Linked DNA regions of Bombyx mori: region 1 is linked to region 2. A link is a contact called in public Hi-C data. All regions are on one chromosome and are shown on one strand. The core of a region is the stretch at or near the end of the contact, and the rest is flanking DNA. Distances in the headings are between cores, read along the strand shown. Region 1 holds the start of LOC101738175 (spectrin beta chain). Region 2 overlaps LOC101738175 (spectrin beta chain).

Evidence for each region. Hi-C and Micro-C count contacts between places; a contact is called where the count stands out from the background.
Region 1: a contact with region 2 is called in a Hi-C map of whole pupa, with 2.3 times the contacts expected there. The contact joins the promoter of LOC101738175 here to the enhancer-like site in region 2. A contact is called at or near these places in 5 of 7 Hi-C or Micro-C datasets (midgut, posterior silk gland and whole pupa).

The regions. Positions count from the first base shown.
Region 1 is chr18:11,161,606-11,167,241 of ASM3026992v2, reverse strand. It overlaps LOC101738175 (spectrin beta chain), which reads left to right and starts at 4,115. Exons shown (of 36, transcript XM_062673728.1): 1 at 4,115-4,474.
Region 2 is chr18:11,123,111-11,129,088 of ASM3026992v2, reverse strand. It overlaps LOC101738175 (spectrin beta chain), which reads left to right. Exons shown (of 36, transcript XM_062673728.1): 4 at 5-178; 5 at 705-993; 6 at 1,387-1,558; 7 at 2,310-2,438; 8 at 3,188-3,400; 9 at 4,110-4,307; 10 at 5,119-5,248. Among protein-coding and RNA genes, the nearest start is that of LOC134200581, 14 kb to the right of the region's middle. Within about 2 kb of position 3,403, at least 4 of the 8 cell types and tissues checked have open chromatin away from gene starts, as enhancers often do.

The DNA of each region.
Region 1 (5,636 bases), core at 2,866-5,365, 37 kb before region 2:
TGAGTACACTTCGACCTCATCAATTTGAATGACACTTTCCTAAACGCATAAATTCTACAATTCCATTCTACTTAAAAGAGGTAGTGGAACCCTCATTCAAAGCAAACGTAGAGGTGGTTGTCTTTTGTTCGAGAACTATGATTACACATAACGCAATTAAGAATCAACTGACGTGCAGGATCGTGGCGGTATTTATACTTCGTATTTATTTATTTTTATTTATTGATTTAATATATTTTGTACACACAGCTGTTAGAAGAAACACGACAATAAGGATACAGTGTACAAGGGCACTACTTATTTCATTTTGAAATCTCTTCTAGGCCCGCAAAAGGAAAGAAGAATTAGGAACACAAACCTAGCACATACAGTAAACATTACATATAATAATATATACATACAAATACACACACACACACACGCACATTTATTTATTTTTGCTTATTAAATATAAAGTGTATCGGAAATTACAATTAAGCCGGAAACAGGTGATAAGTCTTCATAACAACAATTAGGTATTGAAAAAACGAAAAAATCTATGTAAGGATTTTTTCGAAGGAAAGAAGGAAAAACATTTTTTTTTTTGGATAGTGGCCTTACGTCCAGTGCGAGCGTCCAGCCTCACGTAACTCGATCCGTCGATAGTGGGAGCGGTACGTGATCCCACCCACTAAACGACTTTCCTGCACTTTCGCCCAAGCGTCCGATCCCCCGCGAGGCCAACACTGGGGCAGGTTAAGGTAGTTACCGCGGTCACACTGCAACCAGAAGCGAGGCTCACCCTAAGGACGCTCGGCCAACGGAGCCTTCGAGGCGAAACGAAGGCTCTGGAACGTTTGCCATCTCGATACGGCAGCTCGTCCCCGTCCCAGCTCGCCAGGTCGCGCTCTTTTCACGTTGCTGTTGCTATGGTGCGTTAGAGTGCTGGTAGCCTGCCGCGCAACGTCGACCTCCTCAGGTCACCCCGTGATCTTCACCGGGGGAAGGCCGCCGCCTACAGAACCCGAACCAGAGCTCTTACGTTTCTCCCCGGCTTGACGGCGACAGGTCGGTGCGGAGAGGGAAGAGTTCTTCGTCTCTCATTTCGCCATTTCCTTCCACGTGATGGTGGACTCACATAAGTTGAGCATCGCTTTCCAGAACGCATCGCTGCCAAGCATCGTTAGTACGACGGTCGGCAACGACAAGTCCTCTTCTATAAACACGATAAACGCGGTGCGTTGATCCGCCGAGGCAAAGCTGACAGCAAGCGTGTGTTCCGCGGTGTCCTCATTGTCGGGGTCATCGGCATGATGGCATTGCGCCGTCCGTTTCCTCCTGGCTTCTCGGTGCAGGTGTCGGCGAAAATGAGCATCTGCGTTAGGCCGAAAGGTGAGGCATCCTCGATACGTAAACCGTTGGACTGGTAAATTATACTTATATTTGAATTGTTTTTAAATCTGTAAAGTCTACGCGATATGCTGCTCTATCAACTTCCGTTACTACGAATCCGGTTTTTCAATTAAATTTTAGTGTAAAATCCTCAATAAAGTCCTCTGAACTGTTACTAATTGTTACTGAAGTCGTCGTGGCCTAAAGCACAAGACGTCCGGTGCATTCGTATATATAGCGATGCAACGGTGTTCGAATCCCGCAGGCGGGTACTAATTTTTCTAATGAAATACGTACTTAACAATTGTTCACAATTGACTTCCACGGTGAAGGAATAATATCGTGTAATAAAAATCAAAACCGCAAAATTATAATTTGCGTAATTACTGGTGGTAAGTAGGACCTCTTGTGAGTCCGCACGGGTAGGTACCATCGCCCCGCCTATTTCTGCCGTGAAGCAGTAATTCGTTTCGGTTTGAAGGGTGGGGCAACCGTTGTAATTATACTGAGACCTTAGAACTTATATCTCAAGGTGTGTGGCGCATTTACGTTGTAGATTTCTATGGGTTCCAGTAACCACTTAACACCAAGTGGGCTGTGAGCTTGTACACACATCTAGGCAATAAAAAAAAACTTAAAACTTGAAGCCAATTTCTCTAGTTTAAGTAAATTTTCCCTAACTACATATTCGTAAAAAAGAATATTGTAACACAATTTTAACTGGCGGTACCGAAAAAACTATAAAAATATAAACCGAATAAAATGATTTACCATATCATTTTAAAATGCGGGGTATTTAGTAAAGATTTTAAAAGCAATGCGGTAATTTTCCAAAGGAATGTCATGAATATTTCAGTTTCGGCGTCATGAATATTTCAGTTTCTTTTAGAACCCAATTCTGAATATCTTCTCTTACTTTAAATATTCTAGTCTATCCAGTTCTTTTAAAGATCTAGTTCCATTTTTTTTTTTTCCTACCTATGCTGATAGCCTTGAGAGGCTATTTCAGCTTCACCCTAACGTTTGTAGGTGAGCTCGCGGGGCTCAACCGGAGAGTTGCTAACACTGACCCTAGCAAGAGCAGTGCTTCGCAGAATCTACCACCGGATCGGAAACGCGACCCACTGAGAAGATCCGGCGAGAAACTCAGTGGGCTGTGTCTATGGGTTAGTTCGCTCGTCGAGCCCTTCGTCGCAAGCGACGGGTTCGACGAGGACGGTGACCGGTGCTTGTGGTGCCTAAGAGCACCGTTAATGGATCAGGAGGATCCGTAATGACGTGCTTTGGGCGACGTCGACGGTTTACCATTCGGTCTACTGGGTCGGGTATGTAATTTCCAGCGGCTACGATGAGAGGGTTCTCATGTCGTGCCGCCTTCTCAAAATGGCGCAGCGATGCCGACTGTAGATACTTACTGACAGAGTCAAGCTCCAGGTCATCGTGGAGATCCACGTTCCTCAGGAACCATGGTGCTCCGACGGCTATCCTGCAGAATCGGGATTGAATAACCTGAAGGGGCTTCAAGTTGGTGCGGGTTAGTTCCATACTTAGAATGGAGAAGCACGAGGAAGATAGCAATCTTCTTTCCACGTACCTACTAATTTAAGGGCCACACGGGCCATTTACTATCCACAAACTACTGCCACTGCCATCTATCGAATTGAAAGGAAAATTTTCAAACTAGTCCATGCTCATCTTTTATAGTCTGTGATAATGTATTGATCTGTGGTCTTTGATGACTGCATAGCAAAGAAAATTAGCGAACATCAATTTATTTGTTTCAAATATGTAAATAAAATTGAAGTTTCTCTAAAGGTTTAGAAAATTTAAAAGCTTTTTTTAACATTTCATTTTATTCAAATCGGTTAACTTTTTAAGTCATAAATTCGTTTTTTTTTCTTTTGCCCCTCACTAAGATATAAGAATGTTGCGATGACATCACTTTCTCAAAGAGTGATTAGAAGAGATTGGATAAAAGATATTTCAGTTAATGCTATTTACAATGTCGTTTAATGGATCAAATAAGTTTATTATTGAAATAATCTAGTTAATTAAATTAAACTATTATAATTAAATTATAATAATTAAATTAAACTAGATTAATTAATATTTAAAAAAAACATCAGATAATGTTTGAAACATTGTTTCTACGGCCCAATATTTTTTTACCAAATAGAAACTCTAAACTGTTGAATTAACGTGTCCCAAAATTTAGATTGAAACAATGGTTATTTTTTAAGACTTCAGTAGACTTTTTGGAAGAACCAAGAAGCCACGTCCAGCGGATTTAATTCATTGTCCCATACTTATGTACTACAACAGATGCTAAACGGTTAATAAGCTAAAAATGTTATACGTTGAAACTTTATGAAACGCTAAATAAATAAACGAAAACAATTTATACAACTTCGTCCTTCGCGTTCCTACTAAAAGTCCTTAGGTCCTGCTTAACTGATAGAGTATGTTTGTGGGGACATAAAATAGGTTTAAGGGACAGAGTTAAGGAGAAGATAAGCCCAGAATATAAAGTACTGCTAAAAATGGAAGATGTTGACTTAATAACTAATCAATAGCTAGAGAATCGGAGACATTCTAGCTAGTAACCGAACAAATTGTTCTTGCGTAAACTCTTTCCCTGACTTCTATAGTCAAAATTTAGTAAATTTACTACCTATGTAACGAACTAAATATACTATTGCTGCTAATATGATAAAATTAATAAATGCACTTCTCGAGCTATTTACTCTGTGATATGGGCGGACCGAAGTTGGTTGGCTTTTGGTTTTCGCCGAATATATTAAGTGTATAATCTATGGTTTTCGCGGTCGGTCTTTCGCTTCGCTCGATGCCGTGTTCGTACTCGTATTCACGGATGATAGTACAAGTCGTTTTTACATGATTAACGGCTACATAAAAGTTTCAGACAAAAAGTGAACTGTGTTATGTCAAAAAACTGTTTTCATAGTGTAAGTGGCGTGGAATCCTATTTATTAGTTCTCAGACGGCTGACCGCCAACTCGCGTATTCTAGTGTATTTAGTGTGCTGACGAATTTTATGTGCTTGACTGTGCTGTAATAGCATACCTTGGACTCGCAGGAGAACGTAAGTTCTAAAACAATTTATATGTAATATCATGTTTTATTCGTAAAACGTTTATTGTCAACGAAATATTATTGAGAATCATTCGAAACAGTTATTTAGGCCAACTCTATTTAAGCCCATTTCTTTTATTTTAATGAAAAATATTCATCTGTAATTTGTACCCAGTACTGTTACTAATTTATTATAATGTTTCATAAACTTCTTAATAGTCAGATGCAATTGAGCTATTTGATAAAGACGCTTCCTTAAATGCCGTTAGTGAAAGCTAGTTATGGAATGTCTGAAGTTGTGTATAATTGGTTAAATTAAAAAAACAAATAATCGAAAAAACTAAATACGCCAATAGCTACCTATCGGTTGTACATTTGAAATTTTTCTAGGTCAAGAGATTAAAATCATATTTACCATCATAAACAAGACATTGGTCATAAACATAGTAATGAAAAATCGGATGGTTCATTACCATTAGTCCACTCTTATAGACATCTGGGTGGATCTCCGTTTACAGAACAAGATAAGAAATCAAAGTGGAACTGTTCCAAACATTCATGCTAGAAAAGTTCAAAATTCAAATATGGAAATAAATCTTCATGAGTAATTAAACAAAAATCAAGTAATTAATTAATAACTACCATTATCATAATTGAATGCATTAAAAATGATTCTAAAATTTGACCTTAATTGTCACCAAAAAGTTTTCCTTAACTAAAATTTAACAGTTTGATTTTCAAGTCGGTTGTTGATTATGTAGGACATCGTTTAATAAATATTGCATCATAACTGCAGTGCACTTAGTGCAGACTAACTGTGAGCAACAATGTGAGAGTGTTGATAAAATTACACTCTTAAGGATAATTTTAAAAATTTATTAAGAAATGTAAAGACAACTATTTGTCACTTGAACTACCTGGGACCTCCCCCAAAGTTCACCACAATGCCGGGTTCAGTGTAGTCTGCATCTAGCAAATTGCCACATCCTTCAATAATCCATACAACCACACACTTTAGAACACACTTTTTGAACTTTTTGGCCCTAGATGCCATCTGTTCTAGAGCCAATGTACCTTCCCAATATGCCAATATAATGTCACTTCAACCTCGTAATAATTGGGCTATATTGGTTATCACAGCTATTCTAGCTATACCTTCATTCTCCATTTAA
Region 2 (5,978 bases), core at 2,154-4,653:
GCAGCCTCGTCCAACAAAAGGCAAAATGCGTATCCACTGCTTGGAGAACGTGGACAAGGCGCTTCAGTTTCTGCGCGAACAAAGAGTGCACCTGGAGAACATGGGGTCCCATGACATCGTCGACGGCAACCCTAGGCTCAGTCTTGGTCTCATCTGGACTATCATTCTGCGCTTCCAGGTAAGAAAACAAAATACGAACCTTATATTATTAGTACGATAATTAATTGATTTTTAGTAAAATTCCACTTTCAACATACCTATACGTATGATCTCTGGTAGTATAGCCAGCCGTACTATAGAGATCCTGAGACGAATGGAAGGCAAGAATGCTTAGGATCGATCTGATGAATTTGAGTAAAAGAAGGTCATTGAGGAGAGAATAATGAATTAGTTAGGAGGTTATATAGTATCAGTGGCTAAACTTGGGTTTAATTCCCAAATTCCTAGAACAGAATTTCGAAATACAGCCGTATTATAGATATCCTAAGACGAATGGAAGGCAAGAATGTTGAGATTGGTCTGATGAATTTGAGTAAAATAAGGTCATTGAGGAGAGAATAATGAGGTTATATAGTATCAGTGGCTAAACTTGGATCTTGTTCCCAAATTCCTTGAATAGAATTTCATATAATGCATATAATACATTCACAATGCATCGATTACATTATTCCGTAATTTGATCTGTAAATGTTTTATTTTTCAAGATCCAAGACATTACAATCGAAGAAACCGACAACAAGGAAACGAAATCGGCGAAGGACGCTCTCCTTCTTTGGTGTCAAATGAAGACGGCGGGTTATAACAACGTGAACGTCCGCAACTTCACGACGTCCTGGCGGGACGGGTTGGCGTTCAACGCGATCATACACAAGCACAGGCCCGACCTTGTTCAGTTCGAGAAACTGCACAGGAGCAACCCTATCCACAACCTTAACAACGCCTTCAACGTTGCCGAGGAAAAGCTTGGACTCACCAAGTTGCTTGACGCGGAAGGTCAGTTACGAGTTCTCTTTTTTTTTTTTGCTTCGATGAGTGGTAGAGCTCACAGCCCACCTGGTGTTAAGTGGTTACTGGAGCCCTTAGACATCTACGACGTAAATGCGCCACCCACCTTGAGATATAAGTTCCAAGGTCTATGTATAGTTACAGCGGCTGTCCCGCCCTTCAAACCGAAACGCGCTACTGCTTCACGGCAGAAATAGGCAGGGTGGTGGTACCTACCCGTGCGGACTCACAAGAGGTCTGAGGGTGGACTAGCTCACAGCCCACCTGGTGTTAAGTGGTTACTGGAGCCCATAGACATTTACGACGTAAATGCGCCACCCCCCTTGAGATATACTATTCACGTGACTTAAATTGAATGACTAAAATGATGTTCACCAACAGACATCGCTGTCGACCATCCCGACGAGAAGTCCATCATCACGTACGTGGTGACGTACTATCACTACTTCAGCAAGATGAAGCAGGAGACAGTCCAAGGCAAGAGGATCGGAAAGGTCGTCGGTATCGCGATGGAAAACGACAAGATGATGCAGGAATACGAGTCGCTCACCAGGTCAGTCACGGTGACCGTTGAAAGTTGTGAAGTGAACAACCACAAACTTGTTGTGCCGATGAGTAGGTTACATAAGATACGAAATTCATTCGGGTGTTTGTCTGTGCGCCTGTACAACAAAATCCCACAAGATGTTCAGAACCTACATATGCATAGGTTTAAGAAAACTATTAAAGAACATCTGTGCAATAAAGCTTACTATAAAGTCAATGATTATCTAGAAGATTGCACAAAGTGGGAATGAGTTGCTCGCTCCAGGCATTTTAATATTGCAATCATTGTTACGTTGTTCATTGTAAAAATGAATATATAAAAAAATTATCTAATATATATATTTTTATCTAATATTAACAAAAAAAGACATGCCCGCTGAGTTTCTTGCGTTTTTGTGAATTGGCGGTAGTTCTTTTGACGTTCAACAAGTTATGTACTTTCATTTATGTTGAGTAAATTTTTTTTGATTTGATTTGATTTGAGTTCGTGTGCCAGTTATCGCGATAAACGTTATTAAGGTAGCATCAGTGATTCAGTGGATAAGGCGATGGTCATAGATAGTAACATAGAGAATACCTTCTACCGACATGAAGCCAATGTTTCCATTACATTGTAAAATGGCTATCGTAACTTTTAATGCGTTTTGTTTGTTATATCCCACAAGACAATTTTTATTAATTCAATTAATTTTATGAATTATTAAGTTAATTTTAACATACAATTTAAATAAATAGATAAATATTATTTTTATTCACAGCGATCTCCTGCAGTGGATCGAGCGAACAATCGAGGCGCTCGGCGACAGAACATTCGCGAACTCTCTGGAGGGAGTGCGTCAACAATTGATTCAGTTCGCGAACTATCGCACCGTCGAGAAACCGCCTAAGTATGTGTTGTCGAGCTATGTGGGACATGAGAGCGTGGAAACTGGTCCAGATGTGTGATTGAATGAATATATTTGCAAGTATTCATTATCTGATTTTAACCTTTTTTTTGTCTGTTTTCGTTCGGGTTCCACGCGAAAAATACAAGCTGAATTTTAAGTATGCTGTGTTGTACAAAGCTTAACATGGTTCAATCTAAAGTTGGCACACTTCTTATTGACATTTAAAATATATTAAAAATTTCAAATAGTGAATGTTGAAAAAGCATGTTACATGTCCATAATACGGTTAGTGTGGTGTGGAAGCGTAGAGAGAAGATACATGTGACTAGGAGATGTATGGAAATGGTAGTGCAGGAAGAGGTCGGCCGAAGAAGACATGAATGGAGTGTGTGAATGACGATATGAGAGAGAGGAATGAGTGTTGAGATGGCGACTGATAGAAGATAATGGAATAGAATAATTTGCTGTACCGGCCCCACCTATATGCCTATTTCTGCCGTGAAGCAGTAATGCGTTTCGGTTTGAAGGGTGGGACAGCTGTTGTAACTATACTTGAGACTTTAGAACTTATATCTCAAGGTGGGTGTCGTAGATGTCTATGGGCTCCAGTAACCACTTAACACCAGGTGGGCTGTGAGCTCGTCCGCCCATATAAGCAAAAAAAAAATCTAATCGGATAAGGTGGAGAAAAAGAAGTAAATGTTGAGTAAACGAAATTCCTATATCTTAATGTTATGTTATGTGTCCAGGTTCGTGGAGAAGGGCAACCTGGAGGTGCTGCTGTTCACGCTGCAGTCGCGCATGCGCGCCGCCAACCAGCGCCCGTACACGCCGCGCGAGGGCCGCATGATCCACGACATCAACCGCGCCTGGGAGACGCTGGAGAAGGCCGAGCACGAGCGGGAGCTGGCGCTGCGGGAGGAGCTCATCCGCCAGGAGAAGCTCGAGCAGCTCGCCGCCAGGTCTCTCTTACTTCACACACAATAACATATACATTAGATAAATAGCTCACAGTATGCTAAGTGTTAAATGGTAGCCGGGGCTCCTGGATAGATATGACGTCATCAGATAAAGCGGCTTGGCGGCATGAGCAGTTCACGCTTGCAACGTTAACTATAATTCGAGGCGGATGGTGAGGTGCTCCCTCCTTCACGCCCGACATTGAACTCGGGCGCTTTACTTTGACATCAAGTCGTCTCCCCTGCTGGTCAGTGCAGATAATTTTAAGTGCGTGCTAGAAAGTTGATAGTTAGAAAAATTATGAGTCACACATTGATACTTGACTACTTAACGTGGTTAAATACGACACGTTTTGTCTATTAGCTTGAAAAATAAAAGGACTATTGTAAACAGAATTTCATATTATATCTGAACGGTACATATCTATTTGTTGTATGTATATATTTTCTATATTAATGTATTGTCAATAGTATTTCTGCTATATTTTTATATTTTCCAGAATTTTTCTAAATTAAACGGTTGTCTGGAAGAGATCGCTTTTAGCGATAAGACTGCCTATTGTACAAATCTATCTGCTTTTTCACTGTTTTTGAATGTAAATTGTGTTTTGATGTGCAATAAAGTGTATTTATCCTCTCTCTCTAAACGGAATGTGTGTCCAGTTCAAATGCTACTACAAAAGCGTTACTTACTATATTGATTATTGCACAGATTCAACCGTAAAGCTCAGATGCGCGAGACCTGGCTGTCGGAGAACCAGCGCCTGGTGAGCCAGGACAACTTCGGGTTCGACCTGGCGGCCGTGGAAGCCGCCGCCAAGAAGCACGAGGCCATCGAGACCGACATCTTCGCGTACGAGGAGCGCGTGCAGGCCGTCGTCGCCGTCTGCTCGGAGCTGCAGGCCGAGAGGTCACTCTTTGTCTCACTCTAAACTTGGCCGTGATCACAGTACAATCAGCTTTCAACAAAACAACTCTAATTTCTACTTATCTCATCTATACTTAATATATAAATGAATATGCAATTTCGAAAAGGGTACATGTCGCATATTTTGTCAAATACGTTTTTGAAGTTATACTTCTTTGGGTGCGTTATGAAAAATTGATGAGAGTGAAATTTTACGATGCGCGCGCATCGTGACACAAAATTAACAGAATGAAGTTGACTGGTACAGCTAGTTGCTGATATAATCAGAATTATATACCCTATAAACATAATAAATAACATCGTGTAATAAAAATCAAACCAGCAAATTTTTTATGCGTAATTACTGGTGGTAAGACCTCTTGTAAGTCCGCACGGGTAGGTACCACCACCCTGCCTATTTCTGTCGTGAAGCAGTAATGCGTTTCGGTTTGAAGGGTGGGGCAGCCGTTGTAACTATACTGAGACCTTAGAACTTATATCTCAAGGTGGGTGGCGGCATTTACGTTGTAGAAGTCTATGGGCCTCAGTAACCACTTAGCACCAGGTGGGCTCGTCCAACCATCTATGCATAAAAAAAAAAGAATTTACTGCATGTAAAATATTTCGGAGTCTGAGTTTTCGTGCTATCCTAGTCAAAAAAATGTATGTTTAAAAAAACAGTTAAATAAAACAAAGTTCATTAATGGAGGCCAATTTTTTATTATTACCATGTCACAATTAGTTTAGCGATTAAGTTAAAAAACATAATAACGCAAAATAAATAAATAAAAATTGTGAAACGTCATTAATGCAGGTACCACGACATCGAGCGTGTGTGCGCGCGGCGCGACAACGTGCTGCGCCTGTGGGCCTACCTGCTGGAGCTGCTGCGGGCGCGCCGGGCTCGACTCGAACTGTCCCTGCAGCTGCAACAGAACTTCCAGGTGAATAGCTCTTCCAGAAGTCCGCTATAGAAGTATTTAACTGCTTTTCTTCTTCTTCTTAGTCGAATACTTCATTGCTGAAGATCGTTCCCTGAAAGCCCTTCGTGGCTATTTGTACCATCAGCTTCCATTCGCTTCGGTTTTTGGCTTCTCTCAAGGCGGTCGCAACAGAGAGTCCAGTGAGCGCAGTTATCTGATCTGACCAATGGTTTGGTGGCCGGCAGCGGGTCGATAAAAAAATAAGCGAACGGGAGAGCAAAAGAAGGACTCAAATGGCCAAAGCTGCGATGAGCAAGCTTACACTATTTAACTACATAACCTCCTAATACCTATTTTATAGGGATGCAACTGGTGAACAGGCATGCTGTGAGCCTTAAAACAATGATGCGTTTCAGTTTGAAATGTAACGACGAAATCTACATGCCTAATGACCCCTATTTTACCTTCAAATTGACGTCTATCCAATTTTTATGTAATTCTTGTAATAATGTAACTTGTTCATGTCAATTGACATTATAATATGATATTTGGAATGATCAATCGGTGCAGGCTTGATCAGTAACACTAACCACAAGAATCTCTTAGACGTGACGGCAATACTTGGCCATGATATATATATCATGGACAGCCGTTATTTCAACATAATTGATCGATTTTTTTAAACTTCATGTCTGAAGTTCTTGCGCTTATCCCACACTGTGTGGGGTCCTCTTATCATGCTGCATAGTGA